Linked DNA regions of Mus musculus: regions 2, 3, 4 and 5 are each linked to region 1. Evidence: chromatin contacts called from public Hi-C, Micro-C and promoter capture Hi-C data. All regions are on one chromosome and are shown on one strand. The core of a region is the stretch at or near the end of the contact, and the rest is flanking DNA. Distances in the headings are between cores, read along the strand shown.

What was found. Promoter capture Hi-C pulls out the DNA fragments that hold promoters and counts their contacts. A called contact is a pair of places that touch in the nucleus more often than the background predicts.
Region 2: a contact with region 1 is called in a Micro-C map of embryonic stem cells, with 2.5 times the contacts expected there. The contact joins the promoter of Bcl11b here to the promoter of Cyp46a1 in region 1. A contact is called at or near these places in 2 of 484 Hi-C or Micro-C datasets (both in embryonic stem cells) and 1 of 115 datasets of contacts at active chromatin or transcription factors (embryonic stem cells).
Region 3: a Hi-C map of memory CD8 T cells shows a contact between it and region 1, with 7 times the contacts expected there. The contact joins the promoter of Slc25a29 here to the promoter of Cyp46a1 in region 1. A contact is called at or near these places in 1 of 39 promoter capture datasets (liver) and 1 of 484 Hi-C or Micro-C datasets (memory CD8 T cells).
Region 4: a promoter capture Hi-C map of liver shows a contact between it and region 1, with 7 times the contacts expected there. The contact joins the enhancer-like site here to the promoter of Cyp46a1 in region 1. A contact is called at or near these places in 4 of 39 promoter capture datasets (cranial neural crest, hippocampal neurons, liver and 1 more) and 1 of 115 datasets of contacts at active chromatin or transcription factors (pancreatic cancer cells).
Region 5: a promoter capture Hi-C map of liver shows a contact between it and region 1, with 4 times the contacts expected there. The contact joins the enhancer-like site here to the promoter of Cyp46a1 in region 1. A contact is called at or near these places in 1 of 39 promoter capture datasets (liver), 2 of 484 Hi-C or Micro-C datasets (CD8 T cells and embryonic stem cells) and 1 of 115 datasets of contacts at active chromatin or transcription factors (memory CD8 T cells).

What each region holds. Positions count from the first base shown.
Region 1 is chr12:108,332,944-108,335,695 of GRCm38.p6, reverse strand. Cyp46a1 (cytochrome P450, family 46, subfamily a, polypeptide 1) reads right to left here and starts at 1,380. Exons shown (of 15, transcript NM_010010.2): 1 at 1,132-1,380. The coding sequence starts at 1,250.
Region 2 is chr12:108,002,085-108,004,784 of GRCm38.p6, reverse strand. Bcl11b (B cell leukemia/lymphoma 11B) reads left to right here and starts at 1,371. Exons shown (of 4, transcript NM_001079883.1): 1 at 1,371-1,699. The coding sequence starts at 1,642.
Region 3 is chr12:108,834,542-108,837,241 of GRCm38.p6, reverse strand. It overlaps Slc25a29 (solute carrier family 25 (mitochondrial carrier, palmitoylcarnitine transporter), member 29), which reads left to right and starts at 1,366. Exons shown (of 4, transcript NM_181328.3): 1 at 1,366-1,590. The coding sequence starts at 1,557. It overlaps Mir345 (microRNA 345), which reads right to left and starts at 269; the gene lies at 174-269.
Region 4 is chr12:108,704,439-108,707,138 of GRCm38.p6, reverse strand. All of the region lies in intron 3 of Gm40572 (a long non-coding RNA gene), which reads left to right. Among named protein-coding and RNA genes, the nearest start is that of Degs2, 3.5 kb to the right of the region's middle. Within about 2 kb of position 1,423, at least 3 of the 459 cell types and tissues checked have an H3K27ac peak or open chromatin away from gene starts, as enhancers often do. A contact at or near this core is called in liver, where this site is marked.
Region 5 is chr12:108,769,820-108,772,519 of GRCm38.p6, reverse strand. Gm40573 (a long non-coding RNA gene) reads left to right here. Exons shown (of 2, transcript XR_872979.2): 2 at 1-1,405. Among named protein-coding and RNA genes, the nearest start is that of Gm33682, 3.8 kb to the right of the region's middle. Within about 2 kb of position 1,264, at least 4 of the 459 cell types and tissues checked have an H3K27ac peak or open chromatin away from gene starts, as enhancers often do. A contact at or near this core is called in liver, where this site is marked.

The sequences.
Region 1 (2,752 bases), core at 131-2,630:
TCTGCCCTATTTGGGCTCACATTTTAGCATGGGGCAATCAACAGGTGGGAAAAAAGGTGACTCCAGGGGTAGCCTTAAAATTACCGGGGCTGGGCAGGCTTCACATAGAGGGATTGGGACAGCCTGTTTGATATGAGAACAAGAAAATACCACTCACAGGCCAGAGAAGGTGAATGGGGAGAGCCAATGGAGAGATGTAGGGGACAGGCAGGCTTAGGGCAACCGTAGTATGCAAAGGGGGCAAGAGGGGACAGGTACTAAGTTGCCTGTGAACTTAGTAGTAGCTTGCTAGCTGTGTGGTATGGTTCATGTGAAACGGGATTTTTCAACTCTGAAGTGATGGGAAGCCCTTGGGACACTTTCATTACACATCTACTCTAAGCTTCAAAAAGCTCTTGCCAGGTATAGTGGCACAGGCCTTTAATCCCAGCACTCAGGAGGCAGAGACAGGCAGATCTCTCTGTGAGTTTTGAGGTCAGCCTGGTCTATAGTGAGTTCCAGAACATCCAGGGTTTTGAAGAGAAACCTTGTCTCCAAAAAAAAAGGGGGGGGGGTGAGAAAAGGAATAAGAAAGAAAAGGAAAAGAAAGGTAAGCTTTTGATGGGAGCCATTGGTAAAGTGGCCAAAAACGGAATGGAAATACTGAGGACAAATGGAATGTCCCAGGACAGAAACACAGAAACAGAAAAACGTGACGGGAGTACAGTGTTCAGTATTTGGACAGGTTGGCCCTGTCCAAGTCCTAAAGTTAGCAGCGTCCACTTCGAAAGCAGCCTAACCTGGGTTTAAATCTAGGCTTACCAACTGTGTGACCTTGGCAGGTGACTTCCCCGCGTGCGCCTCAGTCTGCAGGTCTGAACGATGGGGTAACAGCAGCGCTTACCTGACAGGACTGTAGCTGCCGACACATTTGTGCGGCCCAGCCAAGCGCGGTGGGCGCCCAGCAGCTGCTGCGGCTGTGAGTAATTTGTTACTAAGAATAGTTAGCGCCCCTCTCCGGGCCTGCGTCTCCGGGCTGGCCGTGCGTACAAGACGAGGCTGGACCCCCGTCCTGGGCGCTGGCTCTGACGCGGTCCCCAGACCCCGCGATCGAGAGCCCCAGCCAGGCCCCCGCCCCCACCCCCCGCTCACCTGGGCCGCGGCGGCCCGGGGATGTGCTCATAGCGGCTGCGAGCGCGATGCACGAAGGTGCAGCAGAGGCCGAAGGCGAGCAGGACGGCGCTGCCGAGCAGCAGCAGCCCGGGGCTCATGGCTCGTGGTCGGCGCCGGTGCAGAGGGGGCCGGAGGCTGCGACCGACTAGCTGTCAGCGCTGCGCGCCGCCTCGGCCCCAGGCCCCGCGCTCACCAGCACCGCCCCCGCCGCTCGGCTCCGCCCCCGCTGGCTCGACCCCGCCCCGGGCACGCGGACCCGCCAACCACGTCTCCGCCTCCAGCCCTAGCTCTCAGGACCCGCCCCCGCACGGCCACGCCCTCTTTGAGGCCCAGCCCCAGCCGCCACGCCGTTCCCGCCCAGAGCGATAAGTATTCACCAATCACAACCTGGCTTTTGGCTCAGACTTTGAGGCCACGCCCCTTCTACCCTCTCTTGAGCTCAGACTCCACCCCGAAGTCGCCCCGCCCAGAACGCGTTGTCCTGGCAACCTCGCTTCCTGGGCGCAAGCTGCCCAGGCGGCGGCGCAAATCCCGTCCGCTGGCTCCGCCCCTTTGGCCTCGCCAACTGTCTCTCCGCGTGCAGTGCCAGGCCTCTTCCTTTCTCGTGCAAACCTTCTGAAAACCCTTTCCCAGCCCTCCAATCCCCGTCTTGCGCTGACTGTTCTCAAACATCTCCCTGAAACCTTAGCGCCCCAAAGTTAGTCAATCCCAAATGTCCTCGCGCTGCGCCTTCATTGCAGGTCGGTGCAAGCCTTGCGCCCGCTGTGTGCCAGCGTCCGCCCGGAGGCGGAGGACAAGATCCTAGCAGGATGCAGGAGTTCCTGGGCCCGGGAAAACCATAATCCTGAGTATGGGTGATGGTCCATAGGAATGTGCTGGGCTGTGCTCCGCCTTCTCACCCGGTGGAAGCGCAAAGTGCTCCTCACTTCCGAGTTTCAGTTCCCGTGGGGGACGCTCAGATAGGCCTGCAGTGGATGGGAGGGCCAGATGTGCGCTCTCCTTGACTAGATAAAGAGCCTCGGGATTGGGGAGTGGGGGCTCTGAAGACCTCGAGAGAAGGTCGGTTTCTGACTACTCCGAGACCTTGGTTAGGTCCTGGAGGGGTCTGAAGACAGAAAAACAGGAAAAAAGTGTGGACCGTGTGCCTACATTTCCGGGTATACAGGACCAGCCCCCGGGAGGGACATATCAGGGATCCGTGAGCTGCAGGTGACGGGGAGAGCTTTAGGAGCTGTGCTTGATTTCGGTCTGGAGAGGCCACCTCAGCCTGAACAAGACGGGAAGCCAAGCATCCAACCGGGGACTGGCCTCTGAGTGGCATTAGGGGGATGTGGCTTGCCACCGCGCCCCCGTGTGGTAGCGAGCGGCAGTCGCATGTGCGCAACAGGGACCTCCCGTGGCCCTGCTTGGGGGCAGAGGAAGGTCAGCCAGTTTAGTTTAGCCATTTGTGAAAGCTCCTGAATTGAGAGGAGATGAAGGCATGAGACTGCGAGGAGGGTGTAGACTTCTTGCGTGCTTTTAGGCGAGTTAAAGAGAGTAGACAGCAAAGACCGTGGGGCATCGTGGTGCTCACAGGAGAAAGGATCAAAAGTTCGAGGCT
Region 2 (2,700 bases), core at 122-2,621, 330 kb after region 1:
CCCTAGGAGTTAATGGGGCCCAGAAGGGCGAAGAACCCTTCTGGAATGGGATTCAAACAAAATGTGCCCCCCCCCACTGTGCCCCTCAGTATCATTAATTTTGTTGTTTGAGACGACCAACCCCCAACGGTTTATATGGAGACACTTTTTTGGAAGTTTCTACAAAATGCTCCCCTCTCCAAATAAGTAAAACCAACTGTAACTACTTTTCTAGAGAGTGAAGGAAAACAATTTTATCTGTCGCCTCAGTCTCCCCCAGCCCGTGGTTTCCAGCCCTCTTTCTCGAGTGGGTGGGTTTGGACTTGCTTGGACTCAGTGTACCTCAGTTACTCACACAGCACTCCGCCCCCTTTCTCAGGGAGTCCGGCTCCCGGGGGAGGAAGAGTGAGTGGGGACAAGATTTTATTTTATTTATCCCCCCCCACCCTCTTTTGCGCTACCGGTGCTCGGTGATAAGACCAGCTTACAAAAACAGTAGTTTGCACGTGTGGCCGGCCGGCCTGGGTTGCGGGTGTGCGCACTGGCGAGTGTGTGTGAGTGCGCGCGCGCGTGTCTCGGTGTGTGCTTTCTTGTTCTCTTACAGGGTACAATGTTAAAAAGCCACCGCTAGTCGCCCCCAGTGCTCCGACTCTCTGGGTCTTTTTGTCTCTAGAGCAGATTAAACGTCACGTCCGCACTTGAACTTGAATTTTATCCCATTGTACAGAGGCAGCCCCAGCCACAGAGAGACCGAGAGCTCCCGGAGAACCCGGACTCCGCCATCTTCACGTTGCAATCTATAGCTCCCGTCCACGCCCGCACCGACCCGGGCGCACTGGGCGAGCCGCCCCGCAGCCCCGCTCCCCCTGGGCCCGCGGCGCCGGGCAGCGCTGGGGAGCGCACGCGGGGACCCGCAGCCCCTCCGGCCGGCGCCAGCCTGCCAGGTGACCCGGGAAGGAGCCGCTCCCGGAGTCCCCCAGAGCCTCGGAGGGGTCAGCCTCCGAGAAAGAAAAAAAGCAGGCAGCGCGCAGAAAACCCAGAAAGAGCCGAACCAAGGCAGCTTTTCATTGCTTTTGGGTTTTTGAGGGGGCGGGGTGAGGGGGTACGAGACAAGTCCCCAAGTTTTCTTTGCCTTTTTTTTTTTTTTGGCTTTTTTGAAATTTGTTTGCATTTTTTCCTCCCCCCTCCCCTTGGGTGGAAGTGCGCGTTCCACCTACCAGACCCCGAAAGAAAAGTGTCAGAGGCCGGTGCAAAACCCGGCGTAACTTCAAGAAGACATTTACAAGTCTAAGAGGCCAAGCACTTTGAAGAAGTGTGAGAGATATTTTTCCTCCAAAAGAATATATTTTTAAAGAAACCGGCCAGCCAGCGGCGAGCAACAGCAGTTTTATAATTTATTTTAGCCTTTTCTCTATTTTAGAGCAAGCCATCTTCCTGGCTTTTTCTTCTTTCTTTTTGCAAAAACAAAAACAAAAACACAGCCCAGAAGAAAGAGCAAAATAAAGACGAAGAAGAAGAAGAGGAGGAGGAAGAGGAAGAGAGGAAGGGCAGAGGCACCAACCCGGGCGGAGGAGGAGGCGCGGCGGCGGCGGCGGCTCAGACCCCCTCCCCGGCCCGCATCTGTGCAGCTTTCCGGGCGATGCCAGAATAGATGCCGGGGCAATGTCCCGCCGCAAACAGGGCAACCCGCAGCACTTGTCCCAGAGGGAACTCATCACGCGTAAGTGTCTGCCGCACGCGCGAAGGGCCGGCGGCTGGGGCTCCGGGCGCCCGGGGCTGGGGACACCAACCCGGGAGCAGCGGCCGAGCGTGGGGTTCTGGGAAAGTTTCTCTGCAGCCGGGGGCAGCCGCCGCGGGCTCCGGGCCGGGGAGGGGGCGCGCGGGCTTGCAGGCGGCTGTGCGCGCCGAGCCCGGCCGGACGCTCGGCCCTCCAAGCGGCGTGTGTGGCGGCGGCGGCGCTGGTGGCGGGGTTTGGAGAGGAGGGGGAGGGGGCCGAGGAGTGGAGGGGGAGGGGGAGCCGGGAAAAGTTGGCGAGCGCGTGGGTCCGCGCTCGGAGGAGCGGGCGGACGGAGCCCCGAGAGCGCCCTGGACCCAGGGACCCGCAGGGGAAAGGGATGGCCGCGGGCTTCGGGTTCCCGGTCGCTGCGCCCCGCCAGGCTGGGCGCCGACCGCGCCGCTGCTAGGATTCCGAAGCCGCCGTCCCCTCCCCTCCTCTCGCTATTTGCAAAAGAATCCAGCTGCGCAGCTGTTTGCTGTGCTGGAGCACCCCCTCCTCATTTCCCCACCTCCGTCTCCTGGGACGGTCTTGTCTTCTTTCCCCCCCCAACTCAAAAAAAAAAAAAAGGTGTGGGGGGGAGGTTTTGGGTTGGTGAAAAAAAAATCCCCGCCACGAGTTAACAAAAAAGTCATGAGTGGGGAAAAAAAAGGGATGCTCTTATAACAGTAAAAATGAAGAGAAAGAAAAAGGAAGGGGAGAAAATACCTATCATCCTCTTATCCATCTTTCTATCTCTGTATCTTTCATCTTCCCATCTAAATAAACAAGGCAGGTCGCGGTGCAAATCCGCCGGATTTCAAGCAAGTGGAGGGGCTTGCAAAGTCAGGCAGCAGGGCAGACTCTCAGCAGCTTCCACCGCCCCAGCTGGGTTCATTTAGAAAAGAAAACGCCAGCGCGAGCCGCGCAGGTACACAGTTCTCCCAGAGCCAGCCGGGTACCCGCGC
Region 3 (2,700 bases), core at 117-2,616, 500 kb before region 1:
CCCGAGCTTTACCACCGGACCCCAGGGTATTCTTATGGCTGTGTCCCTGCAGGAGGATTGCTGGGGTTAATGGCAAAGGCCTCAGGAGGGATCCTACAATCACCCCAGTTCCAGTGTGTACTTCCTTCTTCCTCTTACCACCTGCCTTTAGAAGGCATCCAGATGACTCAAAGCCTGTGGAGATCAAACCCAGGTCTCCAGACCCCTAGTTCAGGGCCCAGTAGCCACCACAAGCACTGGACTAGGGGTCAGCAGGCCTGGACTTGGGTGTCGGCTTCACGAAGGGTCCATTCAATTCCAAGGATAAACACCACCTCTCAAACAACACTGGGGTCCCTGGTCTCAGAGCTGCCCCTCCATCAGATCTGCCATCCCACAACTCCGCGCCCAGTTTAGGGAGGGGAGAGGCAAGAGCAGAGTTCGAGTAACCACAGGAGTCTGTTACTCCACTCTCAGCTTAAAAGAAAGTCACGACCAGCAGAGGCCCGGTAAGTGATGGCTGTATCCATCACTTGGACTTGCTTCCAGACTCCTTGCTGTTGTAGATATTACCAGCAACTGGGGGGGTGGGGGGCGGCGCGTCGGGTTCTTAGCCCACCTCAACTTTAATGCTCTCCAAGCCTGGAATATCTGCTTGCTCCTTGTCCTGCACCTAGCTCACCCTGTCCCAAGGCCCAGAGCTGCAGTCAGATGCCCGCGCCCCTGATCTGGCCTGCTGGCGGCTCCCAGGAACACGTCGGGCTTGGCGGCACCCTTCCATCCTCAGGCCCCATCCACAGGCCCCTTCTGTTTGAAAACGTTTCTACGTCCTTCAAACTCAAGTCCCTGTCTCTGCCTGGGTGCACTGGGTCCTCAGTACTCCTGCGCGTTCGCTTAAGAAGATCCGGGGCCTCAGAGGCCCCTCCAAGTGGGCGGTCGTTCTCGAACTTTCCCAGCAAGCTGAGTCCAAGACCAAAGTAGGCCTTGGGAGAGTCGCGGCGTTCCACGTGTGCACTCGCCACTGTGTCCTCTTGACACAGGCAAGGACGATGAGGTTGAGCAGGAGAGTCGCATCCAAATACCGTGAGGGGTCCGAGGATTGAAGCAGATCGAGCGCCGCCCTTCGGACCGTGCGGTTGGGAGGTTCTGGGCTCCAGTGTGCAGTGTGCCCACCGCACTGCCCCTTCCTTGCGCCGTGCGGGCGGGCCCGAGAAGCACAGTCTTTGTCTACTGAGCCGGGAGGCACCCCCGCCCGCCGCGCCCGAGGCCACACCTTCCAGGCGCGCCCAGCCAATGAGACTTGGCGGCGGCACCCGGAGCACGGGGTGTGTCCGTGCCTCGCTTACCGATTGGTTGCGCTCTGCCCCCGCGGGGGCTGAGGCCGACGGGGCGGTGCGAGCGGTGCGAGGTGAGGCCCGGCAAGCTGGACGCCAGGGGAGTGCTTTTCTAGGAGTCGCCATCCAGTCGCCTCCCCGACCCGGCTGCGCGCCCGGAGGCCAGATAGCAGGAGTCGCGACGGCCAACCGCGGGCCGGGCCCGAGGAGTAGTAAGACACAGCCGGCTCGCCGGGCCGGGCCATGGCGCTCGACTTCCTGGCTGGATGCGCCGGAGGTAAGGAGATGACCGGCATGCCAGGCGGGCGTTCTGGCTGGTACGCGGCGACAGGTGTCTTCTTGACCCTTCCGTGCGCACTGAGTGCAAGGTCTGGGGATCCTGGCAGCACCGCGGCTTGGCCGGAGGCAGGGACAGAACAGAAGGATGCGGGCGCGCAGCCTACTGATCCCTTCCCGCAGCTGTCTGAGCGAGGCTGGTGACACCGCGCGACCTCCTAGAAGGCTGGCCCGACCCCAGGCGCCCAGCACTTCCCATGCATTGCTTTAAGCTGCTGGAGGGCTCAGGAGAGGAGGAGGCGGTCCACCGGGTGGTCAAATAAATGGTCATGTCAACCTGACTGAAGAGCGCTCGAAGCTGAGAGCAGGCTAGGTCTGCCCATGACACTACCGTGCGGACCTGTTGAACGTTTAGTGCCTTTCCTTTTGCCTAGAGGATTAGTTTATTTACTAAGTATTAAATAGAGCCTGGTTTAGCCGCTGGGATTCCAGGTGAATCGACTGAGGTGGTAGTGGTCTGGCTGGTTATATGTTCAGCTCTGAGGCCCAGACCTGGCTCCTCATCCACCTGTCCTGCTGTCTTCATCCTTCATAGCCCTACCCGGAAAGGTCTCTCCTGGAACAGTGATAGGCTGGAGTTGGCCTTAGGTGCTTAATCCGTGCTTGCTTCTTCCTGGATGGAGAACATTGCTGTCTGGCAGAATGCCTTCCCTGAGCAGTGACGTACCCTCTAGGTGCTTGAGAACCACCAGACTGTCACCAAGTCTTTCTTCTGTAAGCTGTGGGAAGGCCACAGAGATTTCCACAAGCAGGTGGAGAATTAGAGACCCAGAAAGAGCCCCATGCTAGCCCCAGCTGTAACAGGGCAGGTGAGGGCATCTTCAATGGCCAGGACTCCTGCCGTGGCCAAGACCCCCTTGTACTGCAGTTTCCCCAGGGCCAGAGTTACCTCCATTTGTAGCCTGGGATATACAGTTGATCTGGGGAGCATATATTCACCCTGAGGCCAGGCTTGCATAGAGACTTTGAGCACCCCCACTGTCCCACAAGCCCATGGGCACTTGCTCAAGTAGGCCCTCCCTGCCTGGGATACCCATCTGTCTTCAACCAG
Region 4 (2,700 bases), core at 174-2,673, 370 kb before region 1:
GTGGCGCACGCCTTTAATCCCAGCACTCGGGAGGCAGAGGCAGGCAGATTTCCGAGTTCGAAGACAGCCTGGTCTACAAAGTGAGTTCCAGGACAGCCAGGGCTGCACAGAGAAACCCTGTCTCAAAAAACCAAACAAAACCAACCAACCAAACAAACAAACAAATTGGAAATGCAGAACTGAACAAAACCCATTCAACCCTGTGAATGTGACTATTATAAGGAGTTCATAGCCACCTTTAATCCCAGCACTTGGGAAGCACACATCTTTAATCCCAATACTTAGAGAGGCAGAGGCAGGCACATAATAAGAATTGCAGTGATTTAAATTTAAAAGCTGCTTGTGAAAGAAAGGCAGGCTGAAATTCGAAGTGAATGTCCTTTGTGATCTGAAAATAGAAACAGGCTTTTCTTCTATTTATATATAAAGAGAAATAGGAATGTAGGCATACTTATCCACACATACTAAGGTATAGTTTCCAAAAAGAAATTTTTTAAAAATTTCAATTGAAAGATAATACTGTTTTGTTGCAAAAAAACAAAAAAACAAAACAAAAAAAAAACCAAAAAAAAAAAAAAAAACCAACCACATTTTCCTCTAGGAAATATATAACCTGCCAAAAAAGGGAACCCCCAGAGTTAGGCTTGGGGCAGGATTTCGTTTATGTCTTTCCAAGAGAATAAAAGCATCCAACTAAGGAACCTGGAGACCCCTGGACAGGTGACACATTTGAAGGAAGAGGACATATCAAGAGAAAATGTTCCAAGACGAAGGAAGGGTAAACAGGCCCACCTCCAGGTCTTCTCTGCTGCCCTCTACAGACATAAATGACAAACGGTCTTTATGTGGTCCCAATTCAATCAAAAATTAAAGCTGGCTTTGGGGTTGGAGCTTGGCTCTCCTCCTCTAGGCCCATATGTGCTTGTTAAAGGAAAATCCGATTCTCAGTCTCCTATCAGAAGAACCGCCCGCCCGGTGTGGGACAGAGGAAAACAAAAAATCAGGGAATATTCTATTGCCACTGATCTCATAATCTCTTGGTTTTCATTTGACTTCTCTAAAGCTTTTCTTAAGGTATAAATATTATCTCAAAGTCTATAAGATTATTATGTACATTTGGATTCTGGCAAAGACACCAGTAATCACCCAGAGTACCAACTAATCCTGAAAATAAGCTTCCCCCAGCTTCCTGGACGTGTTTTCAGGTTTGAGTCTGAAACAACTGGGAACAAAGCCCAAGTGCCTTGGATATACTTAACAGATTGTGGCCCTCAACCCTTTCTGAGATCTATAAAATATGGATTTAGAATGTTTATGTTTTCTACCCCTCCTAACAGTAACCTGTGAGGTCTCTGAGTCGATGGCAGGGACCTACAACGATGAATCCACCCGGATTGTGGTGACACTATCCACTCGGCAAACTGCCCTATGCCCTTTCTGCTGCCACGTTCTGTACAAACACTGGACACCTCTGGGTTGTCTGCTGTGTTCTACCTAGTCAGGATTGCCACTAAGGCGACAAATACCACCCAAAGCTCAGCTTTGGACTACAAACTGCTCAGAACATTCTAACTGCTCTGGGTTCATAGGAGATAGACATGAACATTATATAGAACTTTGAACTAAAAAATAATGAATCTTAAGGCTGCCAGATACAATTAAACTGGGCATTGTGGAAAACTTGGCAGAAAAAGCTTCATTGTTGTAAATAGTTTCACTGTATTAGAGTTAAAATCTTTCCTCCTTATTTAGACACAAAGGGATTATGTCACAGTTTATTGGATCACCCCAAGATTGTGTTGTTTACTGAAAAAAACCTGTTTCTACTTGTGGTGTGGCTCAGCCCTGGCACACGCCGTTAATCAGAGACAGGATTAAATAGATTCAACCATAGATCAAGAGGTAGGGCAAGCAACCAGTTGGCAGAGTGTGAACAGAGAGGAAAATCCACAGAGTTAGAGGAAGTCGGGAGGACAGATAGAGAGATGCACAGGAAGTAGAAAGGCGGGATATTGAGTCTGAGGGGTTTTGGAGATGTGTGGAGAAGGAGAACAGGATGTTAGCTGAGGAGGAGGGTCAGCTGGGCGCTTTCTCTGCCCCTCTGAGCTACCAATCTTTCACCCCAGCATCTGGCTCCTGAGTCTTTATTGGTAAAATCAAACGATTGAGATTTTGTTTAAAACATCACTAGTGATGTTTGGCAAGGTGTCTACCCCTGGGGTGCACTGATGACAGCCTCAGTGATTTATTGCTAGTAACACAAGGAACACCCTGGAAAATGACAATGTGAACCACACATATCACAGAACCGCTCAGCTTGGCATTCCCGTCAGCCACTGTGACTCACGGCACATGATTATATAGCGTGCATTTACCTATCAGCTCATACCAGCATCACTTCAGACTGTGAGATGCATGTGTTACCATGGTGCTTGGCCACACAATGCTTTAGCTCCTTTAAAATCTCACAGGATCATTGCTCCATGTGTGCTAAGACGTGCCTCTTGGAGACACCAGAGATACACACGTATATCTGCAAAACACCCCAAACTCTCTTTCTCCTTTGACAGAGTCTCACCCTGGAGCCCATGCTGGCCTCACCCTTGCAATTCTGACTCAGCCTCCTGAGCCCAGGGGTTACAGGAATGTTGCACCATGTCTGGATACCTCAGTCATCTTTGGCCTCAAAAGTTTTCTCCT
Region 5 (2,700 bases), core at 15-2,514, 440 kb before region 1:
GAGCGAGCAGGGTTGACCGGATCGAGCAGATGTAACAGATGTTTGTTGTCATTTGGGGGTGTTAATTACAAGTTGTTATTGGTCACAATCAGGGAGGAAACAAAGATTCAGGGGTCTTTTTTTTTCTCTTCTATCCTTTCTCTCGCATCTAGTGGTAAGGGATTAAAGGGAATGAAAGGAAAAGTGGAGGGATATAGGGCTTAAGGTATAAGAAAGGTGGATTGTTGTATTTCCTTTTAGACTAGAAAGCAACTTAGAGTCTGTAATATCTATTCCTGGTTGTCAGCTTGACTATATCTGGAGTGAACTACAATCCAGAATTGGAGGGATCTCCTGTGATCCAGATCTTGAGGCTGGAAGACACAAGGTTCTGACCTGGATCTTGGCATGGAGATCTCAAGGCATAGTGGCTATGAAAAGTTTAGGCCCAGGCAAGGTAGTACACGCCTTTAATCCCGGGAGACTAAGGCAAGGAGATCTGAGTTCAAGGTCAGCCTGGGACAAAACAAGTCCCAGATCCAGGCATGGTGGCACACACCTTTAATCTGGGCCACACCTTCTGCTGGAGACCTACACAAGGACATTGGAAGAAGGAAAATTCTCTCTTCCTTGCCTGCTTGCACTTACTTGCCAGCACATCTGTTGGAAGCAGCTTCCAAGCAGCTATTAGGTTCTTGAACTTCCCATCCACAGCTGCCCATTGTTGGGTTAGTTGAACTACCGACTGAGTTATCACAATAAATTTTCTTAATATATAGAGACGATCCGTAAGTTCTGTGACTCTAGAGAACCCTGGCTAATACCGTCTCGAATATTTTAGATTAGTATGAATTATTGTATATTGAACATAAAATGTAAACATATAAATAGCTAGAAGCAAGCAATGTTTTTCTCTTCAGATATACTTTAGATAGGTGGTCTTCAAACACTCCAGAGATTTACAGAATATGGCATTTTCATGAGACACACCAGCTCCCGGCAGCACCCCATCAAAAGACCTCCACCCAAAGTTTGCTTCAAGTGTGGCAAAGCTAGCCATTGGGCAAAAAACTGTCCCTTGCCTCAACTGCTAACAGCAGGCTATGCAAAGCTCTGACAAGCAGAACACTAGAAAGTCAACTCCCCAGCTTTGCCAAGACATGGTCAGATATTCTAGGTCTGCTGGCTGAAGACTGGGTGCCCCGTGGATATAGAGACTTGAGGTAGCTGACCAGGCAGCCAGCGGTCTCTGTAATTTCTGTAGCTCTGGAAGCTGCCTGCTCTGCACTTTGTTTAGTCAGGTAATATTTATCCTCAGGTCTGGTGGGGTTGAGGTGTAGACAGTTACAGTGTTTAGAACTTAAGAAATGTCTTAGGATCTAAAAATAATTTTGGGGGGTTGGTAAATGCAAGTAAGTTATGAAAATTAAAGGATATAAGCGCTTAAATAGTAACAGAAAATGATTTATGTACAGACCTTTGGACTCACCAAGATAGGATCAATACTGGAGTACCTTCTCTAAGGTTGCCAAATATGAGTGGACTGGCCATTGTGGATATAATTCCTGATAGTCCTCTTAATTGTTCATCTTGTATACAGTTCACTGATGTCAAGAGAGAAGGCTGTGTCTTGCAGTACAGCAGGAGATGTTCAGGGTTCACTGTGTGAAGGTTGTCCAGTGTTGATTGCTAAACTAGGAGGGAGCTGAGCACTAGTGGATCTCAGCATTGTTAGTCTTACGGCCCGTCACTGGCCTCATGCTTTGCCAGTGTTCACCTTCCTCCCTTGCTGATTGGCTCAGGAAAGATCCGACAGCCTACATATATACACATACACATACATACATACATACATACATACATACATACAGGCAGGAAGGGGAAGGCAGAACGGCCCTGCAGAGTGGGGGTCTCTGGAAGAAGGCAGAAAAGAGGATTCGCCAGCAGGACATGGAGGTGGATGAGCTTAAACAGGTGTGGAGAGGTAAAGAACGGGCCATGCGGTGGGATGGAGTGCCAAGATTAGTTGGGTTGATTTAGACTGAGCTAGCTGAGAGTCTGCCCGGCTAAAGGCCTAAGCTATAATAAACACTAAGTCTCTTTGTCCTTATTTAACTACTGGTGGGTCCAGAAGGTTCTGGTCAGTCTCTTTCAGCTTCTCCACCTCACACCCGCGCAGTACTGTCACACTGGACCTTCCCATGTGCAGACTCACGGGTATTGGAGCCAAGTGACTGTGGATCTCTGCAAATGACCAAATCCTGTGAGCTGTTTTTGAGAAAAGTGGCCAACATAACATATGTGCATATTTTCTTTGAAGAATGTGGGGCTCCAGAGTGGTGGCTTTGTTCTTGCAACACTGCTCTTCGTGCAGCTGGCCCTACCTCTTTTCACAGCTCAGTTTTCCTTTTCAGGTAGTAGAAGTCACTGTGGGTGTGTGTGTTTGTAGATGTATGCAGGTGGGCATGGCCCGTGTGCATGCAAGGGACCAGAGGTATTGGGTGTCTTCCTTCATCAATTCTCTATTCTCTTGAGGTGGGATCTTTTCTGAACTCAGAGCTGGTTTTTTTTTGTTTTGTTTTGTATTTTTTTGTTTGTTTGTTTTTTTTTGGCTACTTGGTTGGTTAGGAAGCCACGGCAATCCTCCAGTCTTTCCCTGCTTCCCTCCCACAATGAGTCGCAGCCCTGCCCAGCTTCTTTCATGGGATCAGGGATCTAGAC